Regions from separate parts of the Mus musculus genome. Here regions 1, 2, 3 and 4 are each linked to region 5. Evidence: chromatin contacts called from public HiChIP or PLAC-seq and promoter capture Hi-C data. All regions are on one chromosome and are shown on one strand. Each heading gives the region's core, a stretch centred on a gene start, on an enhancer-like site or on the middle of the called end of the contact. The rest is flanking DNA. Distances are from core to core; before and after follow the strand shown. Region 1 has its middle 120 kb from the start of 4930548K13Rik. Region 2 has its middle 93 kb from the start of Gm42315. Region 3 has its middle 100 kb from the start of Gm42315. Region 4 has its middle 130 kb from the start of Gm42315. Region 5 holds the start of Epha7 (Eph receptor A7).

What was found. Promoter capture Hi-C pulls out the DNA fragments that hold promoters and counts their contacts. HiChIP or PLAC-seq counts read pairs in DNA pulled down with a chosen protein or histone mark.
Region 1: a contact with region 5 is called in a promoter capture Hi-C map of second pharyngeal arch cranial neural crest, with 4 times the contacts expected there. The contact joins the enhancer-like site here to the promoter of Epha7 in region 5. A contact is called at or near these places in 4 of 39 promoter capture datasets (the 3T3-L1 cell line, cranial neural crest, hippocampal neurons and 1 more), 3 of 484 Hi-C or Micro-C datasets (cerebral cortex and cortical neurons) and 1 of 115 datasets of contacts at active chromatin or transcription factors (embryonic forebrain).
Region 2: an H3K27ac HiChIP or PLAC-seq map of SST interneurons shows a contact between it and region 5, with 21 times the contacts expected there. The contact joins the enhancer-like site here to the promoter of Epha7 in region 5. A contact is called at or near these places in 12 of 39 promoter capture datasets (the 3T3-L1 cell line, the C10 cell line, the HPC-7 cell line and 8 more), 9 of 484 Hi-C or Micro-C datasets (cerebellum, cerebral cortex, cortical neurons and 3 more) and 10 of 115 datasets of contacts at active chromatin or transcription factors (SST interneurons, astrocytes, cardiomyocytes and 7 more).
Region 3: a promoter capture Hi-C map of cranial neural crest shows a contact between it and region 5. The contact joins the enhancer-like site here to the promoter of Epha7 in region 5. A contact is called at or near these places in 7 of 39 promoter capture datasets (the C10 cell line, cranial neural crest, embryonic stem cells and 4 more) and 4 of 115 datasets of contacts at active chromatin or transcription factors (astrocytes, embryonic forebrain, embryonic hindbrain and 1 more).
Region 4: a contact with region 5 is called in an H3K4me3 HiChIP or PLAC-seq map of embryonic limb bud, with 16 times the contacts expected there. The contact joins the enhancer-like site here to the promoter of Epha7 in region 5. A contact is called at or near these places in 6 of 39 promoter capture datasets (cranial neural crest, frontonasal cranial neural crest, hippocampal neurons and 3 more) and 6 of 115 datasets of contacts at active chromatin or transcription factors (embryonic forebrain, embryonic hindbrain, embryonic limb bud and 3 more).

The regions. Positions count from the first base shown.
Region 1 is chr4:26,588,767-26,591,748 of GRCm38.p6, reverse strand. No RefSeq gene overlaps it. Among named protein-coding and RNA genes, the nearest start is that of 4930548K13Rik, 120 kb to the left of the region's middle. Within about 2 kb of position 1,723, at least 3 of the 459 cell types and tissues checked have an H3K27ac peak or open chromatin away from gene starts, as enhancers often do. A contact at or near this core is called in second pharyngeal arch cranial neural crest, where this site is marked.
Region 2 is chr4:31,417,279-31,420,217 of GRCm38.p6, reverse strand. No RefSeq gene overlaps it. Among named protein-coding and RNA genes, the nearest start is that of Gm42315, 93 kb to the left of the region's middle. Within about 2 kb of position 1,672, at least 15 of the 459 cell types and tissues checked have an H3K27ac peak or open chromatin away from gene starts, as enhancers often do. A contact at or near this core is called in SST interneurons and cortical neurons, where this site is marked.
Region 3 is chr4:31,611,613-31,614,312 of GRCm38.p6, reverse strand. No RefSeq gene overlaps it. Among named protein-coding and RNA genes, the nearest start is that of Gm42315, 100 kb to the right of the region's middle. Within about 2 kb of position 1,287, at least 27 of the 459 cell types and tissues checked have an H3K27ac peak or open chromatin away from gene starts, as enhancers often do.
Region 4 is chr4:31,636,914-31,639,930 of GRCm38.p6, reverse strand. No RefSeq gene overlaps it. Among named protein-coding and RNA genes, the nearest start is that of Gm42315, 130 kb to the right of the region's middle. Within about 2 kb of position 1,385, at least 3 of the 459 cell types and tissues checked have an H3K27ac peak or open chromatin away from gene starts, as enhancers often do.
Region 5 is chr4:28,811,750-28,814,449 of GRCm38.p6, reverse strand. Epha7 (Eph receptor A7) reads right to left here and starts at 1,319. Exons shown (of 17, transcript NM_010141.4): 1 at 970-1,319. The coding sequence starts at 1,066.

The sequences.
Region 1 (2,982 bases), core at 474-2,973, 2.2 Mb after region 5:
CAAAGGTGTCTGGCTTTGACCTCTAGGTTGAAAAAAAAAATAGTAAAATTGCCCACATGGTAGATAAAGGTTGTCTTTATTCAAGCTTTCCATTTTTAATATATTCTCCTATATTACATGTTATAAATACACTACTTGTCATTCATTTATCTTTAAAATACATGTAAAATTTTAATCCATTTTAGAATAGATTAGATATTGTGATGTGACGTTCCTGGATTATATTATATAATATAGAATTAGTATATTATAATATACTACCAAAAATCCAAGCATAATAATATGAGGAGAATAGGGGGTAGTGAAGAATATTTCATGAAAGTGTAATTAGGTCCTGCCAGAGGGTTTAAATTTCAACTACAACTATTATTGGGGTGTCTCTTTTATATGATATAAAATTTGTCAATGCAGTAATTTCTTCTTTAAATCAAAGAATATACCAGGAAGTATTGTTTTTTGAATTTAAGATAATCTGTAGGAACAATAAATCAGTACTGACTATTTCAATGTTTATATCTGCTGTATAGGATATATATGTTTTATGTTTGTGTATTTATAACTATTGTAAATGCTAAAAACCTACTTTATGGGATAAATAAATGAAAAATTCACTATCCTATACTATCTTTGTGTATAGGACCTTATATTCAGAAAAAAAGACTTAAGGAATAAAAAATTCAATGAAAATGAAAACCACATTTTATAAAAGCCAGAGATTTCTATTCCATTTCTCGAAGTCTTGTTCAATTTACAAGTAAATAAATATGCTTATGAATTGACACAGACTTAATTTCATCACTTTCTATGAATGAATTTTATTCTAACTTCTGTGAAAACCTATTTAAATCTTATTTCTTTTTTGTGTCCTGAAATATGTAAACTGTTTTCCTTGTTACTAAAGTGAAGTCAATTTAGTGCTTCACTTTTTATCATAAATGCTCTCTATTTATCACTAATAAACAACATCATGAACAGTATAATGTGTTGATCCACATCTTCGACCTCCGAGCTTTAGACAGTCTTCGATGACTGAGGTTTCACATTCAGAGTAACTGTCAAGTGTCAAAAGGAACATACAATGCCTTGAATGAATTTTATAACATCATCTTTTAAGAGTTTATTTTTATCTAAAAATAACTTCATAATCTAATGAATAATTAGATAAATAGAAATTTACTAGAAGTAGATAACATTTAGTTCCAATTGGGGTGAACCATCTACATCATGGTGATATTTGCATTGCATGTTACTAAAGCAGTCTCCATGTCCACTAGTTTACTGTTTTATTGCAAGTAGATATTTTTATGTTTTAAATAATATATTATACAGTCAATATGTTCAAATGAATTCATTATGATCCAAATTCTGCCTTCTTTTCATTCTGACATATATGTTGTCATATATGCTAGAGAATGTTCACCACTTACCGCTAACAAAACTCACATAATCTGAAAGGAACAAGGCTTTATTGTACTAACTGATAAAGAGTAAGCAGCGTGCCATTTCCAGCTCCAAACGTTGTCAGATTGTGCATTATGATTCTTATCCCCTCGTTCCTATTCTGGCATGAAATAATCTGAAAAAATGAAGGTGTAAGAACTTTATTACATTATGTTAGATTTGGCAGAAAGATGGAAAACATCAGTCCTTTAATGTGTGTGGTCAGCACATAAGAGCTCCATTTTGGAGGTGAGACCCTGTCAATCCTTGTTGCCCTTGCAAGGAGATCTTACATGTGTTGAACAGATTTTTCTGAAGCATTGTTACCTAAGATATTTAACCCAGACATTATGTGTTTCACTGATCCAGCTAAAATGTTTGAGATAAAAATAGACTCACAATTTCCAAAGATGACTTAATTAACTAGTCTTAAATATTTTGGCATTATTTATTTCATCAAAATTAAATAGATCTGTATTATGCTGTTAGGAATTATGTTGGGAAAAGGTCCATACCAAGATTCTTTTGATTCTTCATCTGCCTAAAACACCAAAGAGGTTTAATCAAAATTATTCTCAGGGAGGCAGCTCTTTAGAGTAGTAAAAAAGTGTTCGTGAAGTGTGCACAGGCTCCTCCTCTAATTGATTATACTCAGCCTCATAAAATCACAGAGTAAATGAGCTGCACACATTTCATCATGTGGCTATAAAATGGATTCATGGGAGGTGACTAGATTCATTACTACTAATATTCAAAGGCTACAGTGAAAGATTGGGAGGTAAATTTTAAAATATGTATTTCCCCAATGTCTCTATTATAAAACAGTAAAAACTCACTGGAAACAGTAAGTTTAAATTTTAACCATATGCTCAGAGCTCATATATGTTCCGGTGCCAAACCCCTCTTTTTCTAGAAATCTCTTTCATTTCATCCTCTTTATGAGAATCAATTATTTTGATGTATTACTAAAGGTGAATTAGACATGTGCTTGCAATGCGGGGATTTTCCTAGCCAAAGCCATGCTGAGTTCTTGGGAAATCTCATAGCCTAGTGTTTTACTGGCCTCTATTGCCACAATCTCAGAATGACACTTCCACAAATGAAGTATAATGCCAATTTCACTTTATATTTTATTTAAGGAAAAAAATCTAAACAGCTAGCAATGAGGAATTTAATATTTCTGACTGTACAAAGAAACCTAAGTAATTCTTTTGGAATAACTCAGTTCATATAATTGTCATACAAGACATATCTATTTAAATTTTTAAAAATCACTTTCTAAAATGTTTTGGATTCACTTTATAAATAAATTATCTAATGCATCCTATATTGGATCACCTATTCCTAGACATATCAGATTAAAGATAGTCTGGCAGAGAACACCAAAGAATTTTGCTGAATGGAGTTTTAATATTATTTCCATGCTAAAGAAGAACTGTGTTTTCAATACATAGACTGTATTGTAAAACATACCCAGACCTTAGAAAATTTATACTACAGAGGTGAAGTCCCATTCAACACTGTGTGGAAATGTTAATAATT
Region 2 (2,939 bases), core at 423-2,922, 2.6 Mb before region 5:
TGGGGCTTTTCGCCCAGTGTGTTCTGGCCTTGAAGGAACACTGACTGATCTTTGGTGGTAACTGTGATAGATATAAATCTGCATTTTTTTTTTTTTTTTTTACCCTGAAAACGCAGCTGCTACAAGAGCCCGAGAGAGAAGGACGAAGTGTTTTGCCTGGGGCTGGTCATGGGGCAACAGGCAGTTGACTTTTCCCTTGCTAGGTCCTCACCGCCCCCCCCCCCCCCCAACACACAGGTGGTGGGTGCAGCTGCTCTCCCATTCTGGATCGGGTTCTAAAATCATGTCAAAAATCTTGTCATGGGGCAAGCTTTTTGCCATCACACAAAAGCAATTGCTTTGTTTTCCCGTGCATCCTGCCCCTACTGTGGTTTTCCTAGCATATTCAGAGGATGAAAGGTGTCTCTGGCCCAGCAAAGCCTGGCTAGGTGCATTGCAGTTAAGCAGTTAAGATTTCAGATGTGCAGGCGAAACACTTATTTATCCTTGCTACTACAGTAGCAAGGATACTTGCAGGGAAGTCAGGACATTCTACTGCAGTTTCTGATTCAGAAGCAATGCCCAGGGACACAGATTGCTGTGACTAGGTGACTGAGGTCCTGTGCCCCTCTAAAATGGGTCGTTGTACATGTAGCTCACAGCATAGGAATTTGGCAGAAGAGGAATACAGCTGCGCTCCCTGACTGCTCCTCTTCTCCAGCTGCCTGTGCTGGTTTTGGGATTTGTCCTTTGGTTGTTTTTATTTGAGGGAGAGGGTAACGTTTGTCCACTAGGTGGCGCTACATCCTTTGTTCTCTGAAGGATGCTCTCACGTTTCTAAAAATTTCTTGGTTTGGGTGGGGACTGGTTAAAAAGAGTAGGTGCCCCACCCCACCCCCACCTGGCTCTGGGAAGTAGGGATTTGGACTGAAAAGCGTGTGGAGAAGGGCCATGCTGTCAGGATGGGAGTCAGAGTGATGACACCTGAATATTAACTTTAGCTCCTCAGCAAAGAGCAAGTAGACTGGTTTTGAACTAGATACATTTGCTAAATGTACAGATAATGGGATCTTACTAATCCCATTTTTTATTTTTTTATTAGTTTGTTAAATGTTAAATACCACCTTAAAAGTTTTGTGTGTGTGTGTGTGTGTGTGTGTGTGTGTGTGTGTGTGTGTGTGTGAACAGTGGTAGTGGTAGCAGCAGCAGTAGTAGTAGCTGGAAGTGTTTAGCCAAAAACTAGGGAGAGCTTAATTCCCCAATAAGTGTTAGCTTTTATCACTTGTAATTTTATTTTTCATATTTCATTTATCTCTTGCTAAGAGACAACTTAATGTTTTCCACACTAACTATGAAATCTTGTTGCCAGTGCTTTCCTTAATTCCTGAACTGCCTGCACTTTGGGTCCCTGCATACCTCAGCCTTGCTCACTCCTGGCATGACATTATGCCTTTCCTGAAGGGATGTCCCTCAGTCTTTACTGTGCTATAATAATTAGCGGGCTTAGTGCCTAAGCAGGTTAGTGTTGGTTCACTTGATCTAGATTAGAGTCACCTAGGAAGGGCCAACCGCAGTTAAGGAATTGACCCGTGGGTAAGTCTGTCTGTCTGGTGATGGATGCAGAGGGTTCAGCCCACTGTGGGCAGTGCCACGATCCTGGGATGTAGAAGAAAGCAGGTTGAGCAAGCCCTTGGGAGCGAGCCAGCAAGCAGCATTCCTCCACGGCAGACTTCAGTTCCTGCCTTCAGGTTCCTGCCTTGAGATCATTGCCTCACTAGCACCTGAAAGGGTGGGGAGTCCGAGTCGAGGCAACTCCCTCCTGAGTTAGGCAAGAAGTAAGAGGTGATGCTTCCACATTGAACAAGAGCTGTTTCCAGCACAATGCCAACACACCACTGCATGGTAAGTCCCCTTGTTTTCTCAGTAGCAAGCTCTCTGGGGGAGGCACTTGCAGCCTAGTTGACCAGAACCATAGTAAGCAACCAGCTGTGTGACCACGGGATACCATTTCAGGAACCAAATGCATCTTGTAATGGCGACTTCCATTGATTGTGATGACATATTCTTTTGGGCTGGATCAAACGAAACTGAGTCTATTTGGCCATTTTTAAATTAGAAATCTGGCAATCGTTCATGGTTCAAGCTAATAAAGCTTCCGTATTTTAAACCAGGCACATGCTGAATGGAACCATTTCCCCCAATATGTTTTTAATTCCGAGGAGCTACACTCCTGATTCTTCTTTGCACTGCACATCCCTGCAAGTGGTAAGGAGATGTTAAAAAAAAAAAGACTGGCACTGTGAAAACTCAGTTTTATTCCCACTCTGAGATGATCCTTCATTGCTGTTTTCTCATTGGAAGAGTGATTCTCCATCCTTAGAAACAACTGGCAGATGTTCCATGCTGAACAGGCTCCCAGCTTCTGCCAGGATGCTGTGCTGTGGCGCTCCTATTCCACATGAAGTATTGAGCTGCCTCCCTTTCCTCACTCTGGACCCAGAAACAGCTTCCATTCCCTACTCTCTCTGTTCATAGTGCACAGCAACCCCCCTCAGAGTTACACCTGACTTGAACACAGGCAGATGAGGTTAGTTCTGTAACCTACACCTGACTTTCAAGTTAATATTTCCACTATGCAAGGAACAATGTGAAAGTTCCAAGACAGTTTTTGGTTTAAGAAAATCAGCAAGGTCCATCTGAGAATGACAGTGCCTTAGCATTTAAAAGTCACTCAGCGAGCACTTTCTGAATGTTGACTATATGCTAGGAAGCGCCGACCACAAATTCTTCATGGAATGTGCTTCATAACTAGCAGCCAATTTTGTTGAGGAGGAAAATTAGGAAATGCAGGGGGTGGGGGTGCTACAGCCTGCAGAGGAGGCTGAAAAGCTGGCCTCTGTCAAGAGTGGAGTGGAGTGGAGTGGATGAATCTCATCTGCTGCGTAACTCTGCCTCCTTTG
Region 3 (2,700 bases), core at 38-2,537, 2.8 Mb before region 5:
TTCAAATACAAGTGCCCTCCTGTGCAGGATGCACGGGGCCTTGCTGGAGCCATTATGTCCCTTCCCACATATCTGAGACTGGTTTGTCTCATCCCCAGGCTGTGCATTTGAACAATACATTTCTATGTGGAGACAGATTGATTTTTTTTTTTTTTTTTTTTTTGGTCAGTGTCTTTGAGGACAAATCCCCACCTCAGCTTATTTCTTTTTCTAGTCACCTCTAGGCTGGAGAATGGGATACAGGTTATAGGAATGTGCTATTTTCCAGACACGGACTTTTGTCTACTCATTCATCACAAGGCAGTGTTAACACTCCTCTGCAGGCTTCATCACTTTACTGAGTGGCCAGGAGCCTTCAAGACAGAGCAAGTTTCACAACTGAGCCTCTGGGAGTGTCAAGTGCCCATCTTTGTAAGAGACCTTCTCTGATCTCTTCTCCAACCAGACATTTCAACCATTCTTGAAAGAAAGTGTACAGAGTGCCTGCGTGTGTTGGCTCCTTCGGCCCAGGGCAACCCCTGGGAATGCACTTGTGACTGGAGCAGACTGGGATCCCAGTCCCTGTCAGTATAACAGCAACTGGTGAGCCTTGCAGGGGTGGTGATGGTGAGACTGGGGTCTTGGCTCTATTCCTGGGGTGCCTTGGAAACTCCAGGCCCTAGTCAGCTCATTATCTGCCCCACCCTGAGTTAACTGTTCCAGACACCTCACTAACCACCTCACTAACCACAGCAAACCCCCCTCTCTCCGGGGATTCTCTCATTTGAGAACAAGCTGAGGCCTTTCCAAATGTTAAGTCCCAGCAAACTCCCTTCCAGTCTCGCCTTGTCTTGCACTTTCTTCAGACCCATGAAAGAATGTTAGAAACTTCTGAGGCTTGGGACGGTGTGGCAGTTGTTCCATTCTGTTGAAGTCATACATGGTGACCTAGGCCGTTTCACCTCACCTGCATGTTCCCTTCTAGCTAGTGGCATGTCCCTCTCCCCGCTAAGCATTTCAAGGCAGAGCTGAAACATGAGACACATAGTCGTCTGCTGTTTTGCTCAACTTCTGTCAGACTTACTTGGCTTAGAATTTCTCAGTGCCTGAAGACCCGTAAATTTGTCCTCCTGTGTAACTGGAGCCACCAGAGAGTACCAGTGGTAGTTTGTAAATTCAACATTCCTATGATGATCAGTAATTCATTTGTGACTCCTTCTCTCAGGCGCACTACAACAAAGAAGTGATTACTCTGTAGGTGAGATATTAATATTTCCCAGTCTCCAGGGTCTGCTGTGCTGCTTGTCTGTGGCCTCCTGTTCAGCGCTTCTCCATCAAGCTTACACACCAACTACTGAGCACACTGTGGGAGCCCTCCCCTAGCTTCAGCCCTTCTCCCTGAATCAGCCAGAGAGCTTTTTCTCCCTCTGATGGAAAAGGCTTTGAAATAAGTGGCGAAGGTGCCCAAAGACCAAGAGTTTCTTTTCATGCTCTGCAGAAACTTTTTTTTAGGTATTTATTTCAAAGACTTAAGTGTTCTTTGGGGGGCCCCTAATCATCCTAAGCCCTGGGAATTTACTTCTCTGCAGCTCCTCTCCCTCCCCAAGCAGCCCTGCACGGAGCAAAATAATTGTCTGTTTCTGCAAGCAGCCTCCTGTGCAGATGGAGCCTGATTAGCATGTGCGCGTGCAGCAGGCCACCGCTCCAGCCACATTTGGAAATCCAGCCACTGAGAGAGATGTGGGCTTGACATTCATTAACATTCTTGGGCTCCCTGGGAAATACACATAATAGGGTAAAATTGCCATTAAGGAGAGCAACACTTGAGGGAAATATCCACTCAATAAAGACAGAGATTCTTCTCATCAACAGCGGAGGAAAAATCCAGTTGCCATAAAGGGTAAAAGAGACATCCTCTTAATATGAGTGGAGATGGCCAGAGTTCAGCAGGTTTGCTGTTCTAATGAGTCCCATCGTCCTGCGCTGGATGGCAACCGGCTTATTGGTATGCAGATGTTTCTCAGGCATATTTTGGTCTCAGCAGATCCCCAGTACCAGCTTAATGATTTCTTTCCCCAGGGTTGTGTGTATTAACCTTAAGAAAAGGCAAACAGTAAAGGAGCTGGTCTTAACAGTGACATAGCCTTTAAGTCAAAACTTTTTCCTTTTTCTTCTGGCTGGGTTAGAAGAATTGGATCTTGATATTTCCTTTTTCTTTGTGCTGGGGGTTCTTAGTGGGATACCCAGTAACCTGAGCTATAGATAATTTCTACCTACCCCTCTGCACTTTTAGGGTATATTGTTTTGACTGTTTCCTAATGTCCTTTATAATGAATGTCATAAGATTGTGTATTATAGGTGCTAAACTGATCCGGGTTCTTACTAACTTGGGAAGTCAGCCAAAAGCCACACTAAAGGTTGATTAAACAATACAAGCTTCTACACATTAAAACATTCCCTTTGAAGGGACTTGAACCCAGGCAACTCCTTATATTGGCTTGGACTTAGGTGTGGGTCTATGATACAAAATGTCAAAATCTGTTTCATTTGATTAGTTGAAACACTCCATCCAGTATTCTTGCAACTTCTATCCTTGACAAGTCGCAGGGAGGAGTAAAGCTCCTTGCTGAATCTGTGTCTTGCATAAAGCTATATTGCTCTACTGAGTAAGCTCTCCCTAGCGACAGGCTTCTCGGCCGGTAGCGAAGCTTTCACGTCCTT
Region 4 (3,017 bases), core at 136-2,635, 2.8 Mb before region 5:
ACTTCTTAACATTGATTAAGACCCCCAACTTAGCTATCTTTTATTCCTCTGTCTCTTTCAGACTCGTGATCACTAAGCTCAAAAGGGAGCATTGGTTATCATTCATGTGCAAGTCGATGGGTCAGGAAGCACTCTAGGTAGGTTTGATGTGATGGCTTAAAAATTGCATGGCCTGTCCTTCTGTTTCCCTTGCAATTGAAAATAGTATCTGTTCTATGGCACCCGTCATTTTCTTCATTCTTCTGTGACCAACCTTAGGGAAGTCGTCCTTCCTGAGAATACCATATCCCTCAGGAATATGGTAACAAGCATACATGATTTCTGGCATGCAACTTAAGAAGGTGAATCTATAACCACTTCATGCTGGAACTTTAGAAATATTTCAAATGTATGATTTAAGGCCAGACGGTGAAGAAAACAGCTGTTCTACAAGCATGTGAATAATTGGAGCTTTAAGCCGAGTAAACCTTGCAGGAGGCTGAAGGCATTATCCATTACAGTGGAAGAAGATAAAAGAGCAGAGGAGGAAATGCAGACAATGCCCAACTGGGTTATCCCCAAGGATGTAATTTCTAGAGTGGCATATGAGAAATGCTCAACTGTGGATATGTGCTCCACTCATGGGAATCTATTAAGATTCCTGTATAGTCAGGTCCCTCCCACCTTCCTTCCTTCTGCCTCTCTCATAGTCCTTACAACATCTTCAAAAACTGACATCATTCATTCAAATGCTTTAGAAAAACTCCCCAACTGCAGGTAGGGAAGGGGAAGTTATTACAGTGCAGCGCTGTGACTATGCATGGCTTTACTACCGTTGGCCTTGATTAGCATACAAACAAAGGTAGGCTCCAGTGAGCAAATGAAGCATCATCACATCAGTCAAGGTTGGCAACTCACATCCTATGCCTCCTTCTCATCTAGGATAAGTCATGGAGAGAGCATTGGAGAATAATCCCTGTTACTTAGCCTTCTTTTGCTGCAACAAAATACTGAACATGATCAACTTCCAAAGGGGCAAGTGGGATTCATAAGCTTATTGGTTCCCGTCCAGGATGACTTGACTGTGTGGCCTGTGCTGAGGTACCATGCTGTCCTCTAAGCACAGGGCAGAACACAATCACCTCAGAGTGGTCAGGAAGTGGTGGGCATCCCAACATCCCCTCCATGGGCACACACAGACTTCCTATGAAGTTCTGTGTCTTAAAGCCTCTTCTCCTCTATAGCGTCCCCGTCTGGGCACCATGTGTTGGCCTTTAGAGGGCATTCCGCATTCAAGTTCTAGCAGAGCCTCACCAGAAATGAGACTTGGCCGAAGACTGGCTTTGCTAAGTGCAGCTGAGAGCCACGTCAGTCCAGTTCAGAAGTACTGAGTCACTTTTCTTCACCCTTAACCCTGAACACCTGTGTCTTAGTTGCTTGGACTTGGGACATTTTCATTAGCAACAGAGCTCTGGGAAATATCCAGAAACACAGCATTGGCTCTGATCGAAACCAAACAAAATATAAAATGGGGTCTGAGTTGGAAGAGTGTGACATACAGTGTACGTGGCAGTTCTTGAAGCAAACTGGCACTGTGTCTGCCTATACTCTGGTGCAGTAATGATGTACCAGGCACGGTTTTCACGCCAACAGACCTGATTGTCAGCTTTACATCTGCAGTTGCTTGCTGAATGTTAGTGTTTCCGATAAAATGGGGGCAGCGATGTCACTCCATAGGCTCCAGGGAGGATCCAATACTGTTACCACAGGATGGCTCCTGGAAGGAACAGTCTTTGGCTTGCAGTGGGTTCCTAGTTAGGACTGGTGGAGTTTGAAGAGGTAGTTGTACCATGGGCAGAAATCATGGTGTTCTGTATTTGTTGTTGCCAAACTCTAGCAGGCCAAAGTGTACACACACAAGGGAGGCCCTAGAGAATTTTTTTTCCTACCTCTGGAGGTGGTAGTCAGCTGTGAAGATAGTGGCCCAGACTGAGGCTCAGAGAGAGCAAGTCTGGAGTATGTCCTCAGGGTCTATGAAACACAGGGCATATTCATTTCCAGAAGATTAAAGCTCTATTGATCTCCGGCTATCACTGTTCCAGCTTTTTCTCCTCTGCTTATCAGGTCCACGTTGCCAAAATGTCTCCATTCATAGCTAAGGCATGCTTGGCTATGACAGAACTCTGGCAGCCATAAGTCCCATGCCCTATCCAGCTCACTGTGTGAGATCCACAACTGACTCTCCCTTTACACTTGGTCCTGTAACTTTTCATTACTGTATATTTTCCTGCCTAAGGTAAGCTATGGCCCCTCCTTCAAATATGGTCTTTCTCACTAGCAATGGCATTAGAAATAAGCTTCCCACCTTTCAGGGCAATGTGGAAACTGTGCATAAAGGGCTGGCGATGAGTCCTTGAGGGTGGTCTTCAGATGAATCAAGGGTCTCAGCCTTGGAGCCTGGGCTTTATTAGATATTTTGGTTGTTCAGAAACCTTGTTATTTTTCTCTGTAGCTTAAAAGTGTATTTTGGAAAGGTGATACTATATACTGCAGAGCTCTAGATGGAATGCTATTGTGCTGTCCTTAATCCCCTCCAGAGAATAAATGGTGATATTAGCCATTCACTGGGCTCCTGCCATTAAGTCTGTAAGCTGCCTTTTTTTTTTTTGAAGGGCTCCTGATGTTGATAAGAGGCATTCATAGGAGAGCACGGTGGATGGAGACACTCACTTATCTAGCCACCTTGCCAATTGCTCCTGGATGAATAGACCAGTCTAGTCCTTGCAGAGAAAGGTTGGGATGAAGGTTAACAAATATATTTTTGAGGTGAGAGACATGAATAAGCAGAAACAGTCTGAGGTTCAAAGGGAAAAGAAAGAGGAAAAGAGAAATTCAGGACCATTTCAAACAAGGGAGGAGAAAGAAATCAGACAAAGGAGAGCGTGGGGGAGGAAGGGAAGGAATTAATGAATGCTGGCATTCTGACCCTCCACTGCAGCAGGCTCAGTAGGTCCAGGCAAGCATCCCCTGACTAAGAC
Region 5 (2,700 bases), core at 70-2,569:
CCGAACAGGCTTCTAAAGTATCCAAGAAATCAACCTTAGAAACGCAAGCTTGTCAGATGAGGTACCGGTATTGTGACACTGCTTAGCAGCAAGACACTTCCTTTGACAGGATTTATTTTTCCCCAGCTCCAACTACAGGCACCAAAAGGTATTTTACCTTTTGCCAATGGTTCAAAGGAGACGCAGGGAAAAATACCCACGTACAGGCGTATCCTGTGGTCAAAAGAAGCCTCCCCTCGCGTACCAGAACTCGTCCCCAGAGGCCAGGACTGGCTACTTGGACTCCCGGAGTACCGGACCTGGGCCAAGTGACGGGAGACTTCTCACTCGGTGGCCTCTCCGTGCAAACTGCCGGCTGCGGCCAGTCCTCCCGGCGGCGGGTCGAGCCCGAGCCCCGCGCGCTGCCTCCCCTCGCGGCCGCATTGTTTCGAGCGGCAGCCGAGCGCCCACCGCAGGCCCGCGCCGCTGCCGCCGCCGCCGCCGCCGCCGCCGCAGTGAGCGAGTCGGCGGGAGCCCGAGCGCTCGCAGCCACGGAAGTCTCGGCTCCTCCGGGGAGGCTGGGGGCGACGCGGAGCTCCACTCCCCAGGTTTCGAACCAACTCTCACTGTGGCGTCCACGGCAGGCCGACCGCAAGAGAAGGAGCAAACGCGGCGGTTGGAGCTGAAGACCCGAGATGCCGGATGCAAAGGAGCTCGCTCGCCCTTCAGCCTCGCCACCATGGCCCCCCGAGCTGCCCGGCTGCAGAGCGCGCGCCAGTCCCCGGCCACCCCTTGGAGCTCCGGGGCCCCGACTAGTCCCGGCCGGTCGCCTCTGGTCGATTGGAACTGAGGGCGGGGAGGGGGCGGGGGGTCGAGGGAGGGTCGCCCGGCGCCGGAGGCGCGGCGGCCAGCGCCGCGGACCCGTCGGCTCGTGCAGGTAGACAGCGAAATAAATAAGTCAGAACAAACTTTGCTTTCCTCTGGCCTTACCTTCCTTCGCAGCCTGCGCCTCCCCCGTGTGTGCAAAGCCAAGCAGCCAGATGTAACACAAAATAATCCACGAAGGGAACCGAGTTTGAACAACCATGGTGCATGAGCAGGTTTGATTTTTTTAGGCTGCAGTTGGGTCGCAGCTCTTTAGATGCTGTTTGCTCCGAAGTGGGTTATTATTGTTGTTATTATTGCGCTCCTCGCATCGATCCCCTTCTGGGTCCCAGGCCGTCTGCTCCACGCTTAGCTGTTTGATTTCTCTCTCCCCCCTCCGGTTCGTTCGCACCGTGTTTGCTGCCTGCAAGTCTCCGACTGCAGACCGGCCGCTTGCTCCACACTCCAATAATATCAATTAGGGGGGAGGAGGCGGGGCTACGAACCCAGAGCCTCCGCCACTCCGACTGAGTGGCAGCCGCAGCCCGCCTGCTAGGCGGCGATTCCCACGGCCGGGGGGCGGGTCCCTACGAAGTGGCCGCCTCTACCTTGGAGGCGGGGTCCTGAGCAGGAGCCAATCAACGCCGAGCGGAGTCGGGTTGCGAGTCCAGGATTCCCTCCCAGATCGGTTGCCGGGAAAGCGGGGACGAGCCGCGTTAGGCCAGCGGCGTGCAGTCGGGAGCACTTGGCTTTTAGCTACTGCAGCTTCACTGAGCTGAATAAACCCGAGAATAACTCTCCCGTCTTACACTCCTGTATATAGCAGTGCTGCTCAACGTCTTCTAGACGGCATAGGCGAAACAAGCCTTCCCTCAACTACCAATCACCGACCCCGACCCGGACAGTGAAACTGAGCTATGCTTTTAGAACGCCTTTTACTTTTTTGTTAGCAGCCTCAGCAGGTCGGATAACTTTGGTTTTCTGCCTTTTTTCTTTCTTTCTTTTCTTTTCCTCTCTTTTGTTTTCAAAAGTTTGAACTTCTGTTCTGTAACTCGAGAGGCATGTTTAACTACTACTCCCCTATCTCTGGAAAAATAAAATTAATCAAAAGTGCCCCCCGCCCCCCAAAAGAAAACCTTTCAATGTTTGCCTGAGTTCACAACAACCTATGACAAAAGAAACAGGGAAAGTGGGGCTGGAGAAAGGAAGTCTTTTGTTTTATGCTCGCCTCTTCTCTCCTTCTATCTTCAGTTTCTTCTCAGGCAAAATAGGACCTTAGAAAACGTTTCTTGTCGTTTTTACTTACATGCTTCTCATTTTCTGGGGTCTTTCATAGGTTGCTCTACTTGAATTGTTTCCCATTTCGCTGTGTAAATAACATTCAGTTCTAAAGAAAGCCGCCAGGTACTAAATTCACATAGCCATTCCTTCTACTTGGGCAAACATTTACTATTTTCTGTAGTTAGTCCATAATTATTCTGTAATTATCTTTCTAAAAAAAGCTAAGACTAAAAATGTAACCAACATTTCCACTTGAATTCACCCAATCCTAGCTACAAGAAAAAAGTGTGTGGAGAAATCTGTTTTCCATTAGGCAGTTTTGCACACTTTGCAAGCAAGAGGTGGTTGACATTGTAAAATGAAAATCTTAAAAATGTAATGGCCAAATCATCTATGTCAAGGGTCACACTGAGTAGATAAGTACGTCATATTTTAAGATGGATTTTCCTTTTATTGTTCTATATTTTTAAAGAAAAGGAAAGAAAAATAAACACTCATTGATGATCAGCCTTTATTTCTGATGGACAAAAAGTTCAACCTCGGACTTCCTGGTTGACCTCTGGAAATGTGTGCTGG